Linked DNA regions of Arachis hypogaea: region 2 is linked to region 1. Evidence: chromatin contacts called from public Hi-C data. All regions are on one chromosome and are shown on one strand. The core of a region is the stretch at or near the end of the contact, and the rest is flanking DNA. Distances in the headings are between cores, read along the strand shown. Region 1 holds the start of LOC140180698. Region 2 holds the start of LOC112766377.

Region 1 (7,023 bases), core at 2,914-5,413:
AACTAAAGAGAGTTCCCCAATTAAGTGCTTGTGGTGTTTTGTGTCAAGTAAAGCGTGAGACAAAGCATTTAAAGTCACGGCTAGGCTCAAAGTGCAAAGCACCAAAGAAAAGAGAATGAAAGAAATTTTGTTATGTTCAAGGATTAATCCGAAGTAAAAAGATTAGAGAATTCATAATATTATTCAGATTCTAATTCCGAATTACAGTGACATTCCTTTTATTCAAAGGATAGTGAGATGCCAAAATTATTCAGGATTGTAGTATATAAACCCCACTTTATGAAGATACAGGAGCTTAATTGAACACTCATTTCTCGTGCAAATTCACATCCTAAGACTATATTAGTTTTGGTTGCTTGAGGACAAGCAACAGTTCAAGTTTGGTGTTGTGATGCGTGAGCATCTTTTCTATCTTTTTCTAGTGAATTTGCATTTGAATTGCTAAGTTTAATCAAGATTTAAATATCTTTTAGGCACTATGGATGCTACTTTGAGTTGTGTACAATTCTGTTTATTTCAGGTAGCATTCGGTTGGATTTGATGGAGTTTCTGTAGAAAAAGAAAAGAAAGTGAATGATGTTGTCAACTCTGACCTCTCCGCACTCGAACAGAAATAAATTGAGCTACAGAGATCCAATTGACGTGATTCTAGTAGCATTGGAAAGCTAACTTTTAGAGCTTTCCAACGATATATAACTTGGGATTCACCAAGTTAGGCTCCGGAAGAAGAACGTGCATTGCAATTCACACTACCTCAGCCACACCTGAATGTGAAGTCAGGCGCCAATACAATGATGAGCCATGGTCCCCATGCCAAAGAAAAAGATGCATTCAAAGATTAATTTAGATTTTTTATTAAAACTTTTATTTTAATCACAAATAGGAAAAAATATTATTTAGTTTTAGAAAATATATTTTACATTAATTAGGACTAGATATAAAAGGGAAAAGAATCAGCCATTGGGGATCTCTCCTTTTCTTACCTCATTCGGCACTTTATAGTTTTTCAGAACCCTAGTTTTCTCTCTGAACCATGAGCAACTAAACCTCCACAGTTAAGGTTAGGAGCTTTATTTATTCTATGGATTAATACCATTACTGTTCTATTTTACTTCATGTATTGATTTCAAATTCAAGAATTGTTTTCGTTCTTTATCTTATGAATCTGGGTGGAACGGAAGTATGACCCTTGTTCTATTTGAGTTCTTGTAAAACTTAGAAAAGCTCTTTGCTTGACCAATAGTTTGAAAATAATTTCTCCTAAATTTCTAATTATTTGGACTTAACGGGATATGTGACATATAATCCTCTTATATTTGGGTAATTAGGATTTCTGTGGCATATAAACTAGAATTGAGCTTAACCCTTTAATTGGAATCAAGTGACCAAGGAATTGGCAGTTGATGAAGGTTAGAGGAGACTAAAAAGGTCTCTAAGGAATTGGGTTTAGTCACATATAGTTTGCCATGAATTGAATCTTGCATGATTAAACTAGTTGGTAAGAAAAGTTAATCCGGAAAATAAATATCTATGAAACCTTAACTATTTTCTCCATATATTTCACAACCCGTTTACTTCTTGCTTTCTGATTTTCTGAATTTATTGTTTGATGCAATTGAACTCTCAAAACACCATTTTCTATTTGTCTGACTAAGCCAATCACTCAATCATTGTTGCTTGATCCATCAACCTTCGCGGGATCGACCCTCATTCACTTGAGATACTACTTGGTACGACCCGGTGCACTTGCCGGTTAGTATGTGGGTTATAAATTCTGCACCAGTAGCTAACTGGGTTGCATTATATATATATATATATATAAAGGAAATCAAAAGCGAACCGGTAACCCTAAAAAAATTCGGCCGATTCCGACAGTTCATCGGTTAATCATTGGTTTAGCTGATTCTTAGATTAATTTTTTGCAAGACGATTTTATACCTCAATTGAACCAGCTAGATAATTGAGTTTCTAGGGGTTTACGCGGATCAGATCAGATTGAATATGGCCGAAAATTTGATCCGATCCGCACAATTCCCATCGGATCGGATCGGATATGATATCCGCGTTTTTTAGTGTCGGATCAGATCGGATATCAGATATATCCACATAATTGAACCTTCTCTTTTTAATCATATTTATATGTAAAAAATTTAATAAAAATATTTCTTTCACAATTTTAAACTTATTTATTCCTAAAATATTTTTAATCAAACTTTTCCTAAATAACAAAAATAAAATAATACAATATATGAATAATAATTACTAACTAAAACAAACAAACAAGTAAATATAATAACAAACATATATATATTTATTTATTTTTAATTGTTATTGTGCAGATCTGCGGATCCGCGGATTGGATATGCGGATGTAGAGCAGATATCTACGATCCAATCCGTAAAGAGTGCGGATCGAATCCTATCCGATCCAATCAATCTGCGGATCGGATCGTATCCGTAATTTTTGGATCGGATGCGAATATTTACTGCGGATCTGCAGATACGATCCGATCCATGAACACCCCTATAAATTTTGATTGTTACAATCTAGCCAGTCCAGTTCGATTTTTAGAACACCAGTTTATATTATTTCACAAATCATGACTTGTGAATTGACTAAGACAATATAAGAGTGACAAACCTATTTGCCTCATACGTAGCCATACGAAGGCTTGATTTCCAGTAATAGCTGGATAATGGTAGAGAAGAACTTTTAATGTATGTGAGCGAACGAGTGTGTGAGGGATTTTTTATTTTAATAAATAAAATAAATGTAATATTTACCAAAATAAGTATTTTTTAGAGAGTTTACCGATTAAATTTTCTTGCTATATCTCGTTTACACTGTAAACGATATATATATATATATATATAAGAAAATATTCAGCATCTATAAAAGGATGTGTAACCCTTGGTATTCTTCACACACATTTCATATCCTTTCTCTGTCTCTTTTTTCTCTCAAAAACAAAGTTGAATAGCCAGTAACAATCCATTCATAGTTGTGCTTCTTTATCCGAATTGTCATATGAGAAATGGCGACAACGGGGTGACATTTGAGTGTCACGATCCGATATTTTTTCGCACTCAGCGTGTGCAGACGTTGTCGGATTTGAAGAGTTTGATATTTAGCAAGGTTGGTGGGACACAAGCGAGGGAAATCGGAAGGGTGGCGTACATGTTGTTGGCACCCATGGGAAATGGAGTCTTCCGGTTTCGACATTTCCGACTTCACGGGGACGAGCATGTGCGACTGATGTTCAACATTCATGGGAGGATCATGTGTGAACAGGTAATGGAGCTGTCCGCCGAGGTGGGTCACAGTGGTAGAGGGAGTTCCGCACAGGACACCTATGTGCAGGACGACCGACTTCTCGCACCACCGCCCATTCATGTCGCGATTCCGGAGCATAAGGCAGAGGAGGGTGAGGAGGAGTCGGACGAGGATTACGTGGCGAACAGTGGAGACAGTGAGTCTTCCGATGGTGGCAATGAGGATGAGTTTGTGCCGGAGACACCTGCAGGGGCTGTGCCGTGCCATGTGCTACCTCCACCTCACCCGATTTCGGCGCTATCGGCTGTGCCAAGTCACTATCACAGTTTAGATCTGGACGTCATGCATGAGGATCCCGGTTTCTGACACCTGTGGAGTGGATTACAACCTAGTCGGCGGTGTGGAGTTTCGGGTCGGACACAAGTTCAGAAGCCGAGAAGTGGTGTTTCAAGATGTGAAGAACTACAGTATTCACAGGAGTGCTGAGTACCGGGTGATAGAGTCCGACCGGTTAAAGTACCATGTGCAGTGCCGTCAAGCCGATAGTGGGTGTCAATGGAGCCTTCGTGTGGCCCTTCGTCAGAATCTCGGATACTGGTATGTTCAACTTTAATTGTGAATTTGAGTAGTTTTGTATGATATGTTATTTTGTTTATAGATGATTTGTAAGAATAAATTTTTTGTTGTCATTAGGGAGGTTCGGAGGTTTGGTGGACCACACAGCTGTCTGGCACCCACCATGTCTCAAGACCATTGTCAGTTAGATAGCAGTCTCATCTGTAGAGTCATATTGCCCTTGATTCAGTCCAACCCGTCTATGAGTATCCCGGTGTTGTAAGGTGCGGTCCAGACAAGCTATCACTTTAAACCGTCATACAGAAAGGTGTGGATGACAAAGCAGAAGGCAATTGCATGGATCTACGGTGATTGGGAAGAGTCATACAACAAGGTGCCGAAGCTGCTTCAGGCACTACAAAGCTGTTTCCCCGGCACCATATGTGACCTACGCGTCAAACCGTACTACGAAGGACACCTCGTGGTGTGTGACTGCTGCATGTTCGACAAAGTATTCTGGGCTTTTCCATCATATGTTGAGGCCTTCAAGCATTGCAAGCCATTCGTCTCTGTAGATGGCACGCATTTGTATGGTAAGTATGGTGGAGTGTTGCTTATAGCGGTGGCGCTAGACGGCAACAGCAACATACTGCCAATTGCTTTTGCCATTGTTGAGTCTGAGAGCACCGAGTCATGGTCGTTCTTTCTTACTAATTTGAGGCACCACGTGACTCCACAAGACGGCTTACTGGTTATATCTGACAGATCTCAGGCCATCAAGGCCGCCCTAGGAGCCGATGATAGCGGGTGGCATCCCCCTAGGGCGTTCCATGCTTACTGTATCAGACACATGGCTACGAATTTCATGACCCGATTCAAGAGTTTGTTAATTAACATACCAAAAGATTTAACAAAATTATTTAACTCAAATACATAAAAAGACATTTCTCACCTCGCAGCCAGCGGATACTGATCGATAGACGCCTTTATCTGGTGGACACCACTGGAGGAATCTCTGATAAATCCAGGACATCAACAACGGAGTACAGCCAGCGATATCCGTGACGCCCTACTAAGCCGCCAAAGAAAGGGACTGATACGTCCAGACCAGCACAGCCGAGCCCAGGAAAACGCTGTACACTCCGCAAAGTCCCGGAGCAAAGGTAGCCATCGAAGGTGCACCAGATTGTTGGACTTGTCGGTCATCAGATACCCTCCGATCAGTAACATGATATAACACCTAGCGTACTGTCGGAGGGTCTTGGGATCGTCTGTCTGGGGCATCTGGCGGACACGATCCCGTAGTCACACAAGCTTCAGGGTGAATGACTCCTTCCTCTACGCCGCCTGCTGTGCTGCCACGGGAGGCCTGGCACCAAGGAGCTGCTCCACCAACGCCCACGTCTCCGTGGTGTACCACCTACCAAAGTCACGGAGGCACCTCCGACGGGGTTACCGTGTGCGTGTAGGCCTAGGTGGTATGCCACATCCTGCAGGATGATAGTGACCTCACTCCACGGAAGATGAAACGTGTGCATCTCTGGACGCCATCGCTCCACCAGTGCCGAAATCAGGGAATTGTCAAAAGTAAAATCCCTAAGCGGCACTGTGTCACCAAATCCGGCCTCAGTCAGATACGGGACGATGGCGTCCGGTGGAGGTAAAGTATGGCTCACTCGTTGGGGAAGTAGAAGGCGAAGCCTCTGAATAATGACAACCAAAAATAATTTTTAAATTATATAAAATCATTAATAACTTATAGATTTTTTTTAACATTTTCAAAAATTAATTTTACTTTTGATAATATTTATCTCTCAAAATTCTCTAGATTAATGATTTTTATTGTTACTTTTATTACAAATTAAATAATATAATACAACAAAATAAAGTCTTAAATTTCTAAGAAAAAAATATCAAAATTTATTAATGTAAACAGTGTTATACTATAATGGCATTAAATTTATAAATACTAACAACATAGCACAGGGATATCAGAGTTCCAAACTAATAATATTTATGTCATACCAACCTAATACAAGCGCATAGAGTACTAAATTAACAATACATGTCTAACTCCTAAATTATTTACCAACGTTCCAGATCTTCATGACTACCTTAACAATGACAACATCATTAAATTTAACAACCATAACGAAACTAACCTCGAAGTCGGCCGCCCCGGCGTAATGTGCCGTCTCGTTCAGCCTGTTATATCCCCGTCATTCCCCACTTGGCGCGCCATCACTGTTTGGGTCAAAGGTATAGTCAAAAATGGTTAAAAGATGAGAGAAAGATGTTGACAAAGTCAAACTGGGATCCGGAAGTCGGCCGTGAACAACTTCTATATATAGGCGCGCACGGGTCATATCTCGTTTATAATGTAAACAAGATGACAATGCGTAAACGAGATATGGTAAGGGAATTTAAATCGGTAAATTTAAAAAAAAAAAATATTTTAGTAAATATTATATTTATTTTATTTATTAAAGTAAAAAATATATAGAAAAAAATAGAAAAAATCACAAATTTATAGGATAAACTGATCTCAAAAACTATTTTCAGCAGACCTTTCATTAGTTTTTAATGAAATTCTGATAATCAACAAATAAAAAAAAAATAACGGCCTTAAGAAAAAAAAGGGAAACTCTTAAGACATATAGTTTCAGCGTAAAAATGAGTCTTACTATTGTAGTCACTTGTTTATGTATGTGAGACTCAGGTTGGTTATGAATGTTTACGAAAAGGAAAACTATTAGAAATATGTTGATGCAACTATGGAAGGAAATCAATATTATATCTTTAGGAAATAAAATAAAAAAGATAATAAAACTATGAAAGAATAAAAAAAATGAAAAATTTTTATTATATGTTGTATTTTTTTTTTATTAAAAATAAGGGGACTTGAATCCATAACTTCTTAAGTGAATATAGAGAGATTATGTCAATTAAACTATAACTCTTTAGCATGTTGTTATTGTATTTTATGAGAGAACAATGCTACCTATTTATACTAATTACTAAATTAATTTTAAGTTTTAAAATAAGGGGTAAAGTACTAAATTAGTCCCTTATGTTTGGGTGTAATTCTGTTTTAATCCTTAAAGTTTAAAGTATCCTATTTGAATCCAAAAATATTTTATTTAGCATCAATTTAATCCCACAGTGAGATCAAAATTAAATAATTAATGAAATGTC
Region 2 (6,572 bases), core at 84-2,583, 160 kb before region 1:
TTGTTTTTCATTTTTTAGAATTAATGGAATGACGTGGTAATGGATTGGGTCCAGTGGGGTTGGAGTGTGAGGTCACGCTCCAGGAGAAAGTGTGGGACCGGATAAACGCTACATTAGAGCAAAAAGTCAAAGGGATTCAACTTGAATCACGTGAGATTCTTACAGCCTGGTAGCGGGCCCTTCCTACGTGGAGGACGTTGAAGTAGTATTTCCAAGCTGCTTAGTTTTTTTATGCCTTTTCTTTTACTCTTTCACTTTCAAATGTTTTCGGCCGATCAGTATTTTAAAATGCTTAATCTTTCTATTACTTCAACGTAAACCTCTTAATTAATAGATATTTCAAATACTATAACAGCAGGGGTCACAGCAGAGGCTATGCTTTTTATTGTAACATATTGCCGCAGAACACTCCACTTCTTTTTTTTTCCATTGATAATTGGTTGTTTATAGATAGAGTTGGGAGATATGCTTTTACATTACAGCTGTATAAGATCTCAAACAAACAAAAGCAGTCAAAAAAGGTTTTAGACCCTCTTTTCTACCTTTTTTCTCAATCTTTTAATTCTATACTATTAAATTAAAAATTCAGAAAACGTTTGTTCTGTGTTCAACAGCTCGACCTCTCCTGTCATGTTTTAAATGCTTCCCTAAAAAAATATATATATTATTAAGTGGATCAAAATTTTTTAAAATAAAAACGTAAATATTTAATTATTTTTAAATTAAAATAATAACACGTATATATGTTAAAAATTAAAAATTTAATAGTAATTATATTTTTTTTTTCATTTTATCAATTTTCTTATTTAACCATTCTCTGCCCACGTGTAATAATAGCATAGTAATAAATGATTTACTTATCAATGTTATCTTGTCTTAAGAACATTGGTTAAAATAATTATTATTTTTTAGTTTCTTAATAAAATAAATACATAAAGATATTATTTATTCTCTTAGTACAAAATTTTATTTTAAAATGATTTTAGAAAGTATTTTAAGAAAACTAAAAAAATTGAGTTACCATCCGAATATTGATAGCCTAGTTATTAGTACGAGAATGATTTTATTTTATGCTGCTCAATTAATGTTATCCTCTTGTCCCTACATAGCTTCGTCCCTAAATAAATAGTATCTGTCTACTCTAGACAGCTGTTGATTTTCCATACTAGGGTCTTTTCTTGGTTTATTAATTTAGACTAAATATATGCGAACTTGATTAGTCCAAATCCAGAAACCCAATCCTCACCGGAGTGGGAGTGTGCCCAAAATGATGCTATGCTAACTGTGATCATCAATGATACAAGGTGCAAAAGAAGGCAACAAACAGAAAATGACGGATTAATAACTGTAATGACAATATTAAATATGAATGGATTTCCTCTATATAATATGCAATGCATTGCAAGCAACATACAAAAACAAAATAAATTAAAAGAAAAGAATGAAGATGTTGAGGAAATTTCAAAGAGGACAAAATGGTCAAAGAGTATGCCAGCCAGAAAGAAAGAAGGATATATATGGAGAGAGTAGTGGAGAGTCATTGTAGTTAGACCCTCCAGTGTTGAAGCCTCCAGAGTCCACACCCACCAACTGTACAAAAACCAAAGCCACTTTCCTGGAAGTACCCTTAATCCCTTTTTCCCCTTCTTCCAAGTCGCACACGCACATTTCTTAATTACTATTATAATATTATTCCAACCTGCATGCACCTTCACATCACACATACATACACACACCAATCTCTATCTCTCTCTCTACATATATAAACCCCCTAATAAACACTATCTTTGCCCATTGCACTTGCTAATCCCAAAACCACTCTAGCTCTACACAATCACTCATAAGTCTAAACTGAATAGTAGTTTCAGTGGAGTCGATATAATGGAAGCATTGAATAATAGAAGCTCATCGTGCACAGCTTCTTCTTCGGACTCTTCGTCGTCGGAGTCAACGCAAAGGAATCCCAACAGGCCCGAGAGGATCAAAGGTCCATGGAGCGCAGAAGAAGACCGGATCCTGACCCGCTTGGTGGAGAGATACGGGGCACGAAACTGGACTCTCATTAGTCGCTACATAAAGGGGAGGTCGGGCAAGTCCTGCAGACTAAGGTGGTGCAACCAGCTAAGCCCAACGGTGGAGCACCGTCCCTTCTCCTCCCACGAGGACGACACCATCATCGCCGCCCATGCCCAGTACGGTAACAGATGGGCCACCATTGCCAGGTTATTGCCGGGCCGAACCGATAACGCTGTAAAGAACCACTGGAACTCCACTCTCAAGCGGAGGGCCAGAGACCAACGTCGCGGTGGTAGTGCTACCGGAGTTCACGCTACTTGCGCTTCTCTTGCTGCGGCGCCAACAAACGAGAGAGCCTCGTGTTCTTCAGGGGCCCTGCCACCTTGCACGTTGCCCTTGGAGGATGACCCGTTGACTGCGTTGACTCTTGCCCCGCCTGGGATTGATCGTGGTAGCGGTGCGGTGGAGGCGGAGCAACAGCGAGCCTCGCCGGAGACTAGTGTGGGTTCAGGGTTTTGGGATGTGATGAGGGATGTGATTGCCAGGGAAGTGAGGGAATATGTATCTTCAAATTTCTCTGACCACTCTAATTTTCATTGAGACTTGTCTATGAACTATATGATGAATCACAATAGTTTTCGCTTTCTTTTTTTGTTCTTATTAATGAATGTGGTGTTGTTGTTTTTAAAGTATATTCTGCACTTCAATTAATTTTTACTTATGGTGTATGTAAATAATAATCTTCTTCTTTCTTGGATGGCTTATTTTACTTCTGCCTATTCATAATTAGTCTTTATTTGCTTTTTCTATTTTCATTTGATCACTAAATCAGCTTGTAATATAGAGAGATACTTCCGTTAAGGTGTGATGTTATGAACGGTTAGATAAATAAAAAATATTATTCAAAATTAAAATTAATTACTAATATATTTATGTATAAATATATGTATAGTTTAATTTATTTTTAATGTGTATTTATATTTTAATATATATTTTATATTCATAATTAATTTTAGCGATTAATTTTAATGGACACGTAATACAATAATAAATAAATATATTTTTTAAATATTTTAAATTATCTAACAGTTTATAATGCTATTTTATACGAAAATATCAAGAGTATTCAATATATAATATTATTTGGGTTCAAATTTAAATATGGTAGGCATATCTGTTCACAGCTGGATGGAAACTGACTAAGAACCCTATCTTAGGTGATTGAATCTTTATAAAAACGATAGGACAAAGAGTACGTGAAGTAGTAGTGTTGAAATAATATGGAAAGCTTGAATGAGATTTCTGTAGCTGAATGTGATATTAAAATGGAAAAGAGGAGCTGAGAGTTCGTAATTCTTGTTACCAATGCAAAACGCGTTAGTTTAGTTGTACTACTACTTGGCCTTTAATTTATTCCAATTCCAATTAATAGAAATTAAAGGCTCGACCGCGTCGCCTTTAAATCATTTGAGCCAACGCTCGTCGCTGTTTATTAGTGCCTTCTCAGTCGGAAACTTTACGTTCCCTAATACATTAGAAAAGAGAGATCTATTTTAATCTCCATTATGACCATATAGTCCAACCAATGCAATGATGCATGTTCAACTACCAATCGGAGTGTTTATTTTGTTGCGCTTATGATCAAGTACGATGTTTAAACTACAGCAATGCAAGTTTCCAATATTCTATACATAAAAGTCAAACCAGCATTTAAGAGAGAGGCCAGGGAAAAATTAGTGGTGAAACAAACCAAGCACCAGTCTAGTATAAGGTATAAATGGATTCCAAAACATTGTTCCATGTATATATAGCAAGTTTAAAACTCTCATTTGGTAGCGTTTAATTGACCACCGTGATACGTGACGTAGCATTAGCATAGAATCTGGTACATACATATTGGATGAACTGGACTGTTTAAATAATATAACTATGTCAAGCCATCAATACTTAACAAATTTAATCTTATTATTTCCCATTTAAGAAATCTTATTTGAAACGCTTCTGTTTCTGTGTTAGGTACTTTAATTTTTCTAGGCAAGAATTCAAACTACGGTTCACTGTATCTAGTATATATGAAGGATCAACATCATCTCTTAAACCTAATCTTTGTTGGTTGTTGCTGATTTCTGTTATATAGCAGATATATATAATTCCTTGTTAATCCTGCATAAAACTATTAAGATAATGCATGCGTCTGTTGTTACACAATATTGCGCTCAAACTATATAGGTATAAACGTACTATATATATATATGACACGCTTCCTACCATATGCAGCCAAAAACTTAGGTATAAGGTCATATATGTTATTTGAATATCGAAGATGGACCGAACCCTATAGTTCTGTCCAAGAGCCAAAATAGACACAAAATCAAAATGCATTAAACAAGCTACCGTAGCTAGGGGCCACGCTGGTTGACACTTATATTATATTGAAGAGAGAGCAAATAGGAATAATTATTGTTCTATTCTATTCATATTATAATATAGTTTTAAATAATAAAAATGATTTACCCTTTACGCTATTAATGTATCAAAACTGAAATGACATAGTCACATAGAGTAAAAATACTCATTTTGTTCTTACAATGCCTAAGAATTATTTTATAATGAATAATAAAAAAAAAACACAATAATATAAAACTTCAATAAGAGAGATTTCAATCAAATATTTAACTATCGTGTATCATCGTCCGGTCTGGAATCATCGAGAGATGGAGAAGGCGGAAGAACATGAGGCTGTGGAGGGTCACTTGAGATAGAATCTGTAGAATCATCACTAGGAAAAAGATCAACATTGGGGTTAGTAAACAAAGGTGACTAAGTAGTAGGAATCGACTCAAAGGATGAGAATCGAGAAAATATGTGGTGCTCCCAGAAGACAACATGACGAGATATACGAATACGTTTAGAGAGAGGATCCTAACAACGATAACCCTTGTGTTCAGTGCCATAACCAAGAAAACAACACATACGAGCCCGATGTTTAAGTTTACTATGTTCATGAGGTTGAAGAAGAACAAAACATACACAACCGAAAACTCGAAGAGAACTATAATCTGGGGAGATATGATAAAGACGCTCAAAGGGAGTAACATTACCAAGACCAGAAGAAGGGAGTCTATTGATAATATGAACAGCAGTAAGAATAGCTTCACCCCAAGTACACTCAGGACACGAAGAAGAAAGGAGCATTGCACGGACGGAGTCAAGAATGTGACGGTATTTGCGTTCAGCTCTACCATTTTGTTGAGATGTACCAGGACAAGAAAACTCAGACAAAGTACCCTATTCTGCAAGAAAGGCTAAGAGTTTGGAATTACGGTATTCCATAGCATTATCACGTCGGAAAACCTTAATGACCTTGGAAAACTGAGCTTTAATCATAGTAGCAAAGTTGATATAGATCTGAGGTAACTCATGGCGATTAGTCATCAAATAAACCCAAGTAAAACGGGAATAATCATCAATGAAAACGACAAAGTATCAAGCTCCGCCCATAGAGGCAGTGGGAGCGGGGCCCCAAACATCAGAGTGAATGAGATCAAAAGGAGAGCAAGCAAGAGATGAATTATTGTGAAAAGATAAAGTAGGTTGTTTGACAGTTTGACAAGAAATGCAATCAAAAGATTCATTTGGAACCTGACCTAAAACACCCTGAGAGCCAAGAGGACGCAGTTTTCCTAGGGAGGTGTGGGCAAGACGCTGATGCCATAAGTGGAGGGTAGAGGGAGAAGAAGCAGCATAGAGATTTGGTACAGGAGGAATATGAAGATTCTCGAGTTCAAACAACCTTCTAACCTTACATCCAGTCCCGATGATTTGTCCCGTCTGAGGATCCTGTACACGACAACCAGAAAAAGAAAAAGTGACTTCAAAACCCAGATCAACAAGTTGACCAACAGAAATAAGATTGAAGTTTAATTTGGGAATATAATAAGTATCAGGAAGATTAAGAGTTGACTGGGATATAGAACCCTTGTGTGTTGCGTGCAAGAGGGAGCCATTTGCAGTATTGACAGAAGGTCCATTTGTAGTGATAGACATGGACGAGAAAATATTACACAACAGAGACATGTGATTAAAACAACCCAAGTCAAAGTACCATTTAGAATTACCTGGAGAGGTGGAAAAAGCAGCAGGGGTATTACCAGAAACAGAGAGAAGACGCTGAAGAAGAGATGCAATATCAGAAAGAGAGACAGGAGACGAGTTGAGTGGACTAGGACGTGGTGGGCAAGTAGGACAGGCAGTAATTAATGTCCCGAGAGCTTGCAGTAACGGAAGAACAGCTGTGAACAATGGTAGCTAAGGTGACCTTTCTGGTGACAGGTGCAACATTCAACAGAAGGACAGTCGGGGAAGAGGTGCCAAGAACGGTTACAGTTTCGACAGAATTTACCCTTTTTGTCGGTGGCAGCAAAAACATCTGGCTTTTTCATGATAGCAGTCACAAAGATCAAAGAGAGGAGAGAAAACGGCAATTTCGGAGCAGAAAATAAGAAATCGGAGTGCAAAATCGGAAAGAGCTCACCAAAAAACCTTAGGGAGGGTCC

What was found. Hi-C and Micro-C count contacts between places; a contact is called where the count stands out from the background.
Region 2: a Hi-C map of an unstated tissue shows a contact between it and region 1, with 4 times the contacts expected there. The contact joins the promoter of LOC112766377 here to the promoter of LOC140180698 in region 1. A contact is called at or near these places in 3 of 8 Hi-C or Micro-C datasets (leaf and an unstated tissue).

What each region holds. Positions count from the first base shown.
Region 1 is chr17:117,941,739-117,948,761 of arahy.Tifrunner.gnm2.J5K5, reverse strand. LOC140180698 reads left to right here and starts at 4,163. Exons shown (of 1, transcript XM_072221976.1): 1 at 4,163-4,765. The coding sequence starts at 4,163. The coding sequence ends at 4,765.
Region 2 is chr17:118,103,064-118,109,635 of arahy.Tifrunner.gnm2.J5K5, reverse strand. LOC112766377 reads left to right here and starts at 1,333. Exons shown (of 1, transcript XM_025812270.3): 1 at 1,333-2,780. The coding sequence starts at 1,882. The coding sequence ends at 2,616.